2 separate regions of the Ovis aries genome follow, and region 1 is linked to region 2. The links are chromatin contacts, called in public Hi-C maps. All regions are on one chromosome and are shown on one strand. The core of a region is the stretch at or near the end of the contact, and the rest is flanking DNA. Distances in the headings are between cores, read along the strand shown. Region 1 holds the start of TNFSF10 (TNF superfamily member 10). Region 2 has its middle 85 kb from the start of TRNAC-ACA.

Region 1 (6,339 bases), core at 3,671-6,170, 92 kb after region 2:
TTCTACCTGGTGGAGGTTTCAGTATCTGCAAAACAGCTCAAAAGATATGGCTCAGAATATTATCTACAACCCTTGAAAAGAAGTGGAAGGTCCTTGACTCTGTTTAATGGCTAAAGTATTACTAATTTATCGTGGTTCACTGTTTTCCTTTCTGCATTTTCTCACTTTGTTAATCTTTGACCAAAGTTCTAAAGACAAAGGGCAGGTAAAGGGCATATAGGGGGAGTGGTCTGTTCCGGGAAGGCCCCCAAAGGGTCCTGCTTTGTTACCCTATGGCTTATTTTTCTCTGAAGGGAAGATACATACCTTTTAGTTACCATGTATGCTTTTCTTTTGTGGCATTTAATTAAAACATTAAGTCAGTATTTACTGAGCACTAACTATGTACTCAGATACAAGCCAGTCAACTGCAAACTAAAGAGACAAAAACATGTGTCTTCATAGAACTTAAATTCTAGTTGGTAAAGACAAGCAATCTATGGGTAAAATAAATAGAATGCCAGAAAATGTAAAGTGCTGTGAGGAAAAATAAAGCATCGGAGCAAGCTTGGGGCCAGGACAGGAAACAACAGATTGCAGTTACACATGGGATGGCAAAGAAAGGGCTTGATGAAGAGAATAAAAATATGGCAATTAGAGCATCATTTGTGAGAAAGATAAATATTGGCAGCGACCTAAATATCTATCTATAGGAGACTGGTTCAATATTTTCTAATATTAAAAAATATTTTTAAATATTATTTTTGAAATATCTGGCTTATTTTTGGCTGTGCTGGATCTTTATTGGTGCACACAGGCTTTGGCAGCTTCTCTCTAGTTGTGGTGCATGAGCTTCTCTTTGCAGTGGCTTCTTTTATTTTGGAGCAGGGACTCTAGGGTGTTCAGGCTTCAGTAGTTGTGGTATCTGGGCTCAGTAGTTTCCCAGGCACTAGAGCACAGGCTCAATAGTTGTGGTGCCCGGGCTTAGTCGCTCCTTGGCATGTGAAAAATTCCTGGATCAGGGATCAAACCCATTCTCCTGCATTGGCAAGCAGATTCTTTCCCACTGAGCTACCAGGGAAGCCCAGTTAAATATTTTTTAATGCATCTATATAGTAGAGTATTGTATAGCAAAAAAAAAAAAAAAAAAATCCTACAAATACAGAATGAATTCCCAAGATATATGAAGTGATAAAAACAAGGTTCAGAATGATGTATAGAGTAAGCTACCATTTAAGTCTATCATATACATTATATATATATATATATATATAAAATATATTTATAAGTGCATGAAATCTTATTGGAAAGATACATAAAAATGGTTAATAATGGTTGTCTTCGGGGTGGAGAACAGGACAATTCATGGCCAGGTAGGGTGAAATACTTTGTATCCCATTACTGTGTATAAGGACTACTAGATGGTCATCCTTCAAGATGGTTGTTCTCTTGTTCTCTGTTCATCCATTGCTCTACCAGACCCTGCTTCATTCATGTGACGATTCACTCCTGTTAGTGAAGTCTCTCAGTCATGTCCGTCTCTTTGTGACCCCATAGACTGTAGCCTTCCAGGCTCCTCTGTCCATGGGATTTTCCAGGCAATAGTACTGGAGTGGGTTGCCACTTCCATCTCCAGGGGATCTTCCCAACCCAAGGCTCGAACCTGGGTCTCCTGCATTGCAGACAGACACTTTACCCTCTGAGCCACCAGGGAAGTCCTCGCTCCTCTTAATATAGGGCTTAATCCCAGGTAGCTGATGAGCCCAACTGATATCAAACCCCTATAAATCATACCCTCATCCTCCCCCTAAATAGCAGAAACTATTGTCACCACCTGCCTGTTGCCGGCTGCACAAAGTGGGGATGTCGCTATAGAGTTTTTGCCTCAGACATGTAAGATCCTCCTTCCAATAAACTGTTGATGTCTCTGTCCTGTCTCTGGGCTGTTTCTTCGATCGCAAGACTTTCAGGCCTGCAGCTCAACAACTGATGAGTCAGCCAGAAGGCCAAAGAAACTCTTGTGAGTGCAGAGATGCAGGGAAACAAGGCCAGGAACAGAGAGTTGGAGGAATGATTGTGCAGGCCATCAACTAGCATGTAGGGCCCTGTGGCAGTTGTCTTCCATCATAATGACAATATCCTATAAACCCCAGAGTCTCTTTCCACTTTAAAAGTAGCAACCCCACACTCGTGGCTCATCTGACTTGCACAGGCATGTCTGGGGAATGCAAACAGAAGACAAGGACCTGGATCATCTTCAAGATACCAACATAGCTCCCCCCAGTGCACCAACCCTAAGCAACTAGGAAGATTGTTTAGGCTTTAGGCTTTAGGGATGGTAATTTAGGGACAAACTTGTGAATTGGACATGGCCTGTTACCCAGAAAGGCTTGGTTGGGGCCAATGAGTGCCCTTGGGCTTCCGGTCCCAGTTGTGGAAGGCGGCAGAGCAATGAGGCAGTGTGATGGAGCAGCAGGCATGCGTGTCTACAGGGTGTCACAGCAGGGGCACGACATTACAGAAGGCCTACCTGAGTCGTGGAGAGATGCAAAGTCCTCAGTTCAGGATCCAGAAGAGCTGTGTGTGACGCACGGGACCCCCAAGGACATCAGTATTGACCAAGGAACCCACATTACTGGCCTTGAAGTTCAGGAAAGGGCTGCTGGAAATGACCAGCCCTAGTGCTGCTAGGCTAACCCAGAGGATGAGTGGGGTCACATCAGCAACAAGTGAGATAGGAACCCTACTCTCAACATGTGGACACACCCCAGGAGCAATGGTCCCAGTGCCCACGCACTGGTGGGGCACACTGTCTCAGGATAGTGCTTGTATGTTGGTTAATGATCATAATTTTCCCTGTCTTGTGCCTGGTAAGCATACTTAGTCTGGGTGGAGGCAATCTGTTTGCAGACTGGGCACAGTGGTGGCCTCGCTGGGAAACGAGCCTGCTTGCTGGGTCTATAGCAGGATGCCATTGTCGTCCTCCTCTGGACTTTCATGAAAACTTGAACCCAAACCCAAAGGCTACTTGAAGGTCACACCATTGAAGTTCGAGGCACACTGCCATTAGGACTACCCATTAGGACAAAGCTTGCTTTTGTCCAGGCCACAGGCTCTAACCCCAGGAGAACACATTATAAGCCAGCCCTGGGACTGGCATGTGAGTCCCTGGTGGTTTGGGTTTGCCAACTCATGGGGAATAGGATAGAAAGGGATTTATAGATCTCACCTGTCTGTTAACTGCTCCACCAAAGACCAATAAGGTAATTAATCCAGGCCCCAGCTGGAGGAAGGCACCATCATGTTAACCCTGAGGGTGTCTCTAGGACTCAGTACAGGCTCTGGGGACTGCAGGTGAATAGATGGGATGGTACTGCCCCCCAGGACAGAAACCTCAGGCAGGGGTGGCACTATCTCAGGATATTGCTTGTGTGTTGGTTAATGGTCATAATTTTCCCTGTCTTGTGCCTGGTAAGCATACTTAGTCTGGGTGGAGGCAATCTGTTTGCAGACTGGGCACAGTGGTGGCCTCGCTGGGAAACGAGCCTGCTTGCTGGGTCTATAGCAGGATGCCATTGTCGTCCTCCTCTGGATTTTCATGAAAACTTGAACCTGTAACCAGCTGGCTCGAATGTTTGCCCACCTCTTAGGCTCCTGATACTCTTTAGCTGCTGTTGTCTGTATTGTGTTTGTGGTGTCTGGTTGCAGTGCCCCTGTACATACCTGAGCCCAGGGATATCACAGAAGAAGGGTGGACCAAGATTGTAAGGGTCGTGCAAGGGTGAAGGGGTGGAGAGTACTGTCAAACCATTCAGGATGGCTGTTCTCTTGCTCTCTGTTCGTCCCCTGTTTGACCAGGCCCTGCTTCAATCACATGACTATCCAGTCCTCCTAATTACAGGGCTTCATCAGTAACTGCCTGTAAGCTTGCCCCCACCCCATCTCCTGGTTTCCTTGGTAACTGATGAGCCCACCTAAAATCAATTTCCGCCCTGTCCCTCCCACCCATACATGGTAGCCTCCTTCTCCCCCAAGGAGCAAAGACTGCTGCCATGTCCTGCCTGCCATGGTGAGATGTCACTCCAGGACATTTTGCTTCAAACATGTAAGATCTCCTGTCCACCAAACTATTGATGTCCCCATCACTGTATCCAGCCTCTTTCTTTGGTCTGGAGGCTGGGCAACCACAAGCTTTCAGGCTGGTGGGGTGTGGCCCAATAACTACCTAATCAAAATAAATAAAATGTAAAGTAAGAACATGAAGAATGTTTATACAATTAGAAAATGATGGAAAGACGCATACTTATAAAACCTGGCGACCTGGATAGACTCTAGCCTAAACAGTGAATGAATGGATTGTTCACAGAAACATGGACTTGCTGCTGGTGCCCGTGTTGACAACGACCTTTTCAAAACAAGCCCCAGATTTTGTTTTAATTAATGGATTGAAGTTATTATGATTGTAACGCTTACAACTTTTTTCACTTTTCTAATCCAGTGGAAGCTATATTCACTTCCCAAGCCTGCCACAATGAAGTAGCACAAACAGAATTTTGTTGTCTTGCAGTTCTGGGGGTTAGAAATCCAATACCAGAGACAGAGAGCCCTGTGCCCCTGAAAACTGTAGTGGACCTGCCTTGCTTCCCCCTAGTTTCTAGTCGTTTAGGATTAGTAGGCTTGCAACTGTTTTTTCTCCTCTTTACAAGTTTCAGTTTCAGTTTGACTTGCCGCTTTTCACTAAGTAAAACTTAAAAATTTGCTCCACCCCCGCAGTCCTAATCTGCTGCTTGACTGTAGTGGACCTGCCTTGCTTCCCCCTAGCTTCCAGTCGTTTAAGATTAGTAGACTTGCAACTGTTTTTTCTCCTCTTTACAAGTTTCAGTTTCGGTTTGACTTGCTGCTTTTCACTAAGTAAAACTTACAAATCTGCTCCACCCCACCGCAGTCCTAATCTGCAGCTTGACTCACTCTGCAGGAGTCCCATCCTACAGCGATCATGACCCTGATGCATACTCCGGGCTCCAGACTTGGACAGTTCTGCGTGCTGATCCTCATCTTCACAGTGCTGCTGCAGGCTTTTGGTATGGGCGTGTTCTACATGTATCTCAGCAAGGAGCTGAAGCAGGTCAGTACAATGCAAACGCTCCCTGACAGACTGCCTCTGTTGGCTCCTCTGTGAAGACTTTACAGAGGAAGAGAAGCCTCTCTTTCTCTGTCCTGCCCTAACTGCTAATGCCTATCATTACTGAGAACTTTGCAAAAGTGAATTGAAAGGATTACGTGCACAAAGTATAGTTACAGAATTGGCTCGACCAGATTCTAGCAGATGCGGGAAGTGAAACTGCTGAGGTAGTTTTGTATTCAACAGTATGTTATAATATTAACTGCTGCCATTCCTTGAGTTCTTTCTGCTTAACGTTTTAGAGTTCTTGACTCAAATTCTCGGGCAAGAGAGGAGCTGCCTCAGAGGAGGACTGTGTCTGCTTTTGCTTTCTGCGACACCTCTAAAAACTAGCACAGAGCTCCCACACTTGTTGAGTGAGTAACCAACCTTCACAAATGTGGTTCTACTGGGACATAGGGTACAGTCAAGGCTTAACCCAAAGACGAGCTCTAAGTCACCTGTAATAATGCTGTGGTGTGTTCCAAATGTTGCTAGTTCCAGTGGATTTTGAAAGCAAAATTACTGAAAATAAGCCAACTTCAGCTTTTGGCTTTCTATATAGTCCCTGGTACCTCAGCTGGTAAAGAATCCACCTGCAATGCAGAAGACCCTGGTTCAATTCCTGGGTCAGGAAGATCCTCTGGAGAAGGGATAGGCTATCATCTCCAATATTCGTGGGCTTCCCTGGTGGCTCAGATGGTAAACCATCTGCCTGCAATGTGGAAGACCTGGGTTCAATCCCTGGGTTGGGAAGATCCCCTGGAGGAGGACATGGCAACCTACTCCAGTATTCTTGCCTGGAGAATCTCCATGGGCAGAGAAGCCTGGCAAGTTACAGTCCATGGGGTCACAGACAGTCAAACACGACTGAGTGACTAAACACAGCACACACATACACATATATATTTAATGTATTTTTTATTGGCATGTAGTTGATTTACAATGTCAGTTTCTGCTGTATAGCAAAGTGAGTCTGTTATACATAGCCACTCTTTTTTCAGATTCTTTTCCCCTATAAGTGACTACAGAGTATTGAATAAAGTTCCCTGTGCTATACAATAGGTTCTTATTTTTCATCTATTTTATATATACTATATATTTTTACACATTTTTGTTGCTGTTCAGTCACTCAGTCATGTCTGACTCTTTGCCCCACGGACTGCAGCATGCCAGGCCTCCCTGTCCCTTACCATCTC
Region 2 (6,508 bases), core at 2,878-5,377:
CTCATCTCTCAAACAACCTTCCAAGCTTGGCTTAAATGACTTGATCAACCAATCAAAATTTTTATAGTTTGTCTCTTATCGATTGTGGGATATTTTATATATATATCCCACAGTGCAAGAATGTAGGTGACAAAATGAAATTGCAATTCTTGCAAAATGTGCAGAATTCTATGACTTGATAAAAGTGATGTTAGAGAACTGTTTCCGTCTCACGTATATTTATGTATCAAAAGACTAGCTAGGGCTTCTCTGGTGACTCAGTGGTAAAGAATCCACCTGCCAACGCAGGAGACATGGGTTTGACCCCCGGTCCAGGAAGATTCCACATGCCACTGAACAACTAAGCCTGTGAGCCACAACTATTGAGCCTGTGCTCTAGAGCCCAGGAGCCCCAGCTACTGAGCCCTTGAGCTGCAATTAATGAAGCCCACATGCTAGAACCCATGCTCCGCAACAAGAGAAGCCGCCTCAATGGGAAGCCCACACCACAGCTAAAGAGTAGCCCCTGCTCAACGCAGCTAGAGAAAAGCCCTTGCAGCAACAAAGACCTAACATGCCAAAAATAAATAAATATGTATTTTTAAAAGGCTAGGTAAAAATGGGGCTTTCCCAGTGGCTCAGATGGTAAAGAATCTGCCTGAAATGCAGGAGACCTGGGTTCAGTCCCTGGATTGGGCAGATCCTCTGAAGAAGGGAATGGCAACCCACTCCAGTATTCTTGCCTGGAGAATCCCGTGGACAGAAGAGCCTGGCAGGCTATAGTCCAGGGGGTCATAAAGAGTCAAACACGACTTTGGCTGTGTGTACTGATAGGTAAAAACTGAAGAATAAAATAAGAGAAAATGGGTAAGGATGATGACACAATAAGTGATTCCAAAAGGTACTGTCTTAAATACCAAAGAGTTTTAAAAATCTCTTTGGAAGATTGATTAAAACCATTGGTTTTAAAAAAATCTTGATTTTTAAATTATTTTGGAATAATGATCCCTTTTGATAGTGTTGCACAGGGTAACATGAACTAAAGGATATTGCATTGTGCCATTCTACAATTTTGTCCAAGAAAATGTGTCCTCTCTCTCTAAGCCACATCAGCCCCCTAACATTCTTTGGACTAACAATTACCACATTGTTGCAAATAATCATATACTCTGTTGACTTTAAGGTAATTATTTTTATTATATACTTTGAAATTTGCTCCTTATTATAAGAGGATTAACTCAGCTTGATCTTTTGCTGCTACCTTTTATCTTTAGATGAGGAGTGTTTCTTGTAACTCTGGTCTCTGTGAAGAAGTTTAGAGGAGATACAATTTATTTACAGTGCTGTAACTGGAATGGACAACTTTAGACTTAGGAAAGTGCAGTATCCTTTTCTCTTTACAGCTGTCTCCAAGGATGAAAAGAGGTGGGGGAAGTTACAAGTTTATTGACCATGTCTAACCTTTCATGCAAAGATGGGCTCAATAAGGACAGAAATGGTATGGACCTAACAGAAGCAGAAGATATTAAGAAGAGGTGGCAAGAATACACAGAAGAACTATACAAAAAAGATCTTCACGACCCAGATAATCATGATGATGTGATCGCTAATCTAGAGCCAGACATCTTGGAATGTGAAGTCAAGTGGGCCTTAGAAAGCATCACTACGAACAAAGCTAGTTGAGGTGATGGCATTCCAGTTGAGCTGTTTCAAATCCTGAAAGATGATGCCGTGAAAGTGCTGCACTCAATATGCCAGCAAATTGGGAAAACTCAGCAGTGGCCACAGGACTGGAAAAGGTCAATTTTCATTCCAATCCCAAAGAAAGGCAATGCAAAAAAATGCTCAAACTGCTGCACAATTGCACTCAACTCACATGCTAGTAAAGTAATGCTCAAAATTCTCCAAGCCAGGCTTCAGCAATACATGAACTGTGAACTCCCTGATGTTCAAGCTGGATTTAGAAAAGGCAGGGGAACCAGAGATCAAATTGCCAACATCCGCTGGATCATGGAAAAAGCAAGCAAGTTCCAGAAAAACATCTATTTCTGCTTTATTGACTATGCCAAAGCTTTTGACTGTGTGGATCACAAGAAACTGGAAAATTCTGAAAGAGATGGGAATACCAGACCACCTAACCTGCCTCTTGAGAAATCTGTATGCAGGTCAGGAGCAACAGTTAGAACTGGACATGGAACAACAGACTGGTTCCAAATAGGAAAAGGAGTACATCAAGGCTGTATGTTGTCACCCTGCTTATTTAACTTCTATGCAGAGTACATCATGAGAAGTGCTGGATTGGAAGAAACACAAGCTAGAATCAAGATTGCTGGGAGAAATATCAATAACCTCAGATATGCAGATGACACCACCCTTATGGCAGAAAGTGAAGAGGAGCTAAAAGCCTCTTGATGAAAGTGAAAGAGGAGAGCGAAAAAGTTGGCCTAAAGGTCAACATTCAGAAAACGAAGATCATGGCATCTGGTCCCATCACTTCATGGGAAATAGATGGGGAAACAGTGGAAACAGTGGCTGACTTTATTTTGGGGGGCTCCAAAATCACTGCAGATGGGGACTGCAGCCATGAAATTAAAAGACGCTTACTCCTTGGAAGAAAAGTTATGACCAACCTAGATAGTATATTCAAAAGCAGACACATTACTTTGCCGACTAAGGTCCCATCTAGTCAAGGCTGTGGTTTTTCTAGTGGTCATGTATGGATGTGAGAGTTGGACTGTGAAGAAGGCTGAGCACCGAAGAATTGATGCTTTTGAACTGTGGTGTTGGAGAAGACTCTTGAGAGTCCCTTGGACTGCAAGGAGATCCAACCAGTCCATTCTGAAGGAGATCAGCCCTGGGATTTCTTTGGAAGGAATAATGCTAAAGCTGAAGCTCCAGTACTTTGGCCACCTCATGCGAAGAGTTGACTCATTGGAAATGACTCTGATGCTGGGAGGGATTGGGGGCAGGAGGAGAAGGGGACGACAGAGGATGAGATGGCTGGATGGCATCACGGACTCGATGGACATGAGTCTGAGTGAACTCTGGGAGTTGGTGATGGACAGGGAGGCCTGGCATGCTGCGATTCATGAGGTCGCAAAGAGTCGGACACAACTGAGCGACTGAACTGAACTGAACCTCTAAGTAACACCTTCACTGAATACATGGCCTTCTATTGTGACATTTTTTTGAAGTCTCCCTCCTAGAAGGGTGCACACTATCTCTGCAAGAGGGAGGTATCAAGGTCACATTTCCACTTCCCCTGCCCCACCCTGAGGCTCAAGAAGGTTCTAGCATTTGAATTCTGTATCAGAAAGAAAACCAGCAAAAGGACATCTCAAAGTTCCTGTCCCACCCAGTGTACTATCCTGGGAAGCCAACAGAGGGCATAGATGCTGTGAAAGTCAACCCCGGAGTTGTTTTATTTCAAATAGCTTTGTCAGTTTTACTTTCTATTTCTTAATCTAAGTTCTCAGTTTCCATTCTTGTCAAGGGAAGGCATACACCAGGATTTATAAACCCTGTTTATCCCTTATTTCTCATAGAACTCTAGGCTCTACAGATCTGTAAGATTTATTCTAATAAGCCTGATCAGTGCACACTTCCTCCCCCTCTCACTATATCTTGTAGTGACACAAAGAAGCATCAGGGTCAAATTTGGTGCCCCCAAATTGCAGGGCGGGGCAAAATCACAAACCAACAGTTTTACACTTCAGCCTGTGAGAGGAAGCAGCAACTTGAAGTAAAAGCAAACTACCAGAAAATTCTAAATACACATTCTGAGCTCACCTACTTCTAAAACTAGTTTTTAAAAGTTATTATTCCTTTTCCCTTCTCTGTCATGTTTATAAGGATTTTCTCTCCATCCAGGGAAAGATTTTTTTTTTTAAGTTGAAAAGAAATGTGCAGTCTCATAAAATCTTGGACTCAGTTCAAAACTTATCTAAGAACTCCACCCTGTCCTTGGCAAAGTCCAGATTAACTTTCCAACAGTAGCCCACCAAGCTCCTCTGTCCATGGACTCCTCCAGGCAAGAACACTGGAGTGTGGGTAGCCATTTCTCTTTCCAGGGGATCTTCCCAACCCAGGGATCAAACCAGGGTCTCCTGCTCTGCAGGTGGATTACCATCTGAGTCACCAGGAAGTGGTTAATCAGGCAAGTAGTGTGTTAGCCACCAAGGGAGCAGTTTCTAGACGACTGTACCAGCTTAGCTGAATTTATGACCCACATGTTCTCTTTACCTGAGGAATAAAGTGTAAAGGGAAAATACTGTTCTCATCTAAAAGAACCATAAAATAGACAACCTATTTCTACAGCTTTCAGGATACATACATGTAAACTATATATATGTATATATATATATATATTCATTTACTATATACATGAATATATACCCTATGTAATATCTATCTATATCTTGATAACTAATTGCTAAAGTAATAATATTTATTTACCTCTGGAGAACTCAAAGTATAATTACTGCTCTTATTTTCCTGCCTGCATTGTCTTTGGTGGAGAAGGCAATGGCACCCCACTCCAGTACTCTTGCCTGGAAAATCACATGGACGAGGGAGCCTGATAGGCTGCAGTCCATGGGGTCGCTAGAGTCGGACACGACTGAGCGACTTCACTTTCACTTCTCACTTTCATGCATTGGAGAAGGAAATGGCAACCCATTCCAGTGTTCTTGCCTGGAGAATCCCAGGGACAGGGGAGCCTGGTGGGCTGCCATCCATGGGGTCACACAGAATCGAACACGACTGAAGTGACTTAGCAGCACTGTCTTTGGGAGGGAGGGAAGGCAGGACAAAGGGAGGGAAGAAGGGAGGAGAAATCAAAACTGAGATTTCTTAAAGGTCACTCAGGGAATTTGGCTGAGTTTGAACAGACAGGAACACCTGCCTGTTAGACTGACACTTGAGGGGAAACTTCCAACACACAGACTCATAAGTTGATTGCCTTAGGTGACTTAGTGTGGATTTGTCTGGGTTGAATTCTAGAATTTTCATAATTTTAAGGAGAAACAATGGATTATTTCTTGGTCTCTGCTGTGTTTATAACAAAATCAGCATGACAATCACGTCCTCAGGGACGTGGGGAGAAAGTTTTCTCGGGACTGAAACTCTGCTTCGGTGCACATCAGCATACGCACATTTTATAGCTCAGAACTGTGTTCCCATGGTGCCTAGATTTGGTGGACAGAAAAGGGAACCAAACAACCTATCTCTGGCCTCTGGACCCCTGCCCATCTTTCTACCAGGCGTCTTTACCTAGGAAAGGCAAAAGTTTTAAGAAAAGTTATTCGGTAGAGATTCCAGTGCTAAAGAAAAATCCACTGGGATATTTTGGACTGAAGCTTACTTTCCTTTCATACTATTGTGTGGCAAGAAGTTCATGAGTGAGACTGAGAAGCCTTACCAAAGGTGAATGAGAGAGAGGCAGCTGGACCTAGGAAAGGAATTGATTGACTAATTCTTCCCTCATTCTACCCTAGCAAGTGCAAAACAAAAGAAACAAACAAAACCAAATCCTTTTAACTGAATGCTTTGCCTGTCAAGATTTAGCTCATCCTGGGGCTTCCATGGTGGTCTAGTGGTTAAGAATCTGCCTGCCAATGCAGGGGCCATGGGTTTGTTCCCGGGTCAGGGACGCTCCCACATGCTGCAGAGCATCTAAGCCTGTGTGTCACAACTACTGAGCCTGGGTGCTGCAGCTACTGTAGCCCACATGCCTAGAGCCCGTGCTCCTCAACAAGAGAAGCCATCATGATGAGACACCTGCACACCACAGCTAGAGCGTAGCCCCTGCTCACTGCAACTAGGGGAAAGCCCAAGCACCGTCAAAGACTCAGCACAGTCCATAAAGAAATAAAATTGTTTTAAAAAAGAAAGAAAAGATGAAAAGACTTAAAAGAGATTTACTGTATCCTGCTTCATGAAAGAAAAAAAAGTCATAATAATAAGGAATTGACTCTGCATAGAAGCTGATGTTCTTAAACCCCCAGGGTCTTTCCAAAGAATTATCATTATTTCAAAGAAAAAAATGCATTGGAGAGAATAAATATCCATGCTTATATATTTAACTTGTAAAGATGAGGAATGTTTTCTTTAGAAAATGGCCCTACTGATTCTTTATAATGTTTTCATCTTATAGTAAACGCATTAAAGAGATATATCTCTTATGCTCAGACCTAAATCCTTTTCCCATATTTTCTCTTTTCTCTCTTCTTCCTTTTTCTGCTCTCCTTTTCTGATCTCTAGTCTCTCTAATTTTCTTTGGTTTTTGAAGATAGAATCAGGAAAAGAAGAGAAGGAAAAAAATTAGGTGTGTATTTACCACACTGCAAGACTTTACAAATGTATTTTTACCAGAGTAAACAAATAAGGAAAGAGATGAACCTAAGTGTACCCAGGTTAATTTGCCTTAAATATTCTCAGTTTAGTCTGAGAAGGATCAGTGTACTATAGATCCATATCCCAGAAGTAAATAAATGCCTGTAGCACTATCTCATGAATTCACTCACACTTC

What was found. Hi-C and Micro-C count contacts between places; a contact is called where the count stands out from the background.
Region 1: a contact with region 2 is called in a Hi-C map of liver, with 4 times the contacts expected there. The contact joins the promoter of TNFSF10 here to the enhancer-like site in region 2. A contact is called at or near these places in 10 of 16 Hi-C or Micro-C datasets (blood, hypothalamus, liver and 4 more).

Annotation. Positions count from the first base shown.
Region 1 is chr1:215,676,690-215,683,028 of ARS-UI_Ramb_v3.0, forward strand. It overlaps TNFSF10 (TNF superfamily member 10), which reads left to right and starts at 4,921. Exons shown (of 6, transcript XM_060405145.1): 1 at 4,921-5,104. The coding sequence starts at 4,976.
Region 2 is chr1:215,585,139-215,591,646 of ARS-UI_Ramb_v3.0, forward strand. No RefSeq gene overlaps it. Among named protein-coding and RNA genes, the nearest start is that of TRNAC-ACA, 85 kb to the left of the region's middle. Within about 2 kb of position 4,128, at least 12 of the 54 cell types and tissues checked have an H3K27ac peak or open chromatin away from gene starts, as enhancers often do. A contact at or near this core is called in liver, where this site is marked.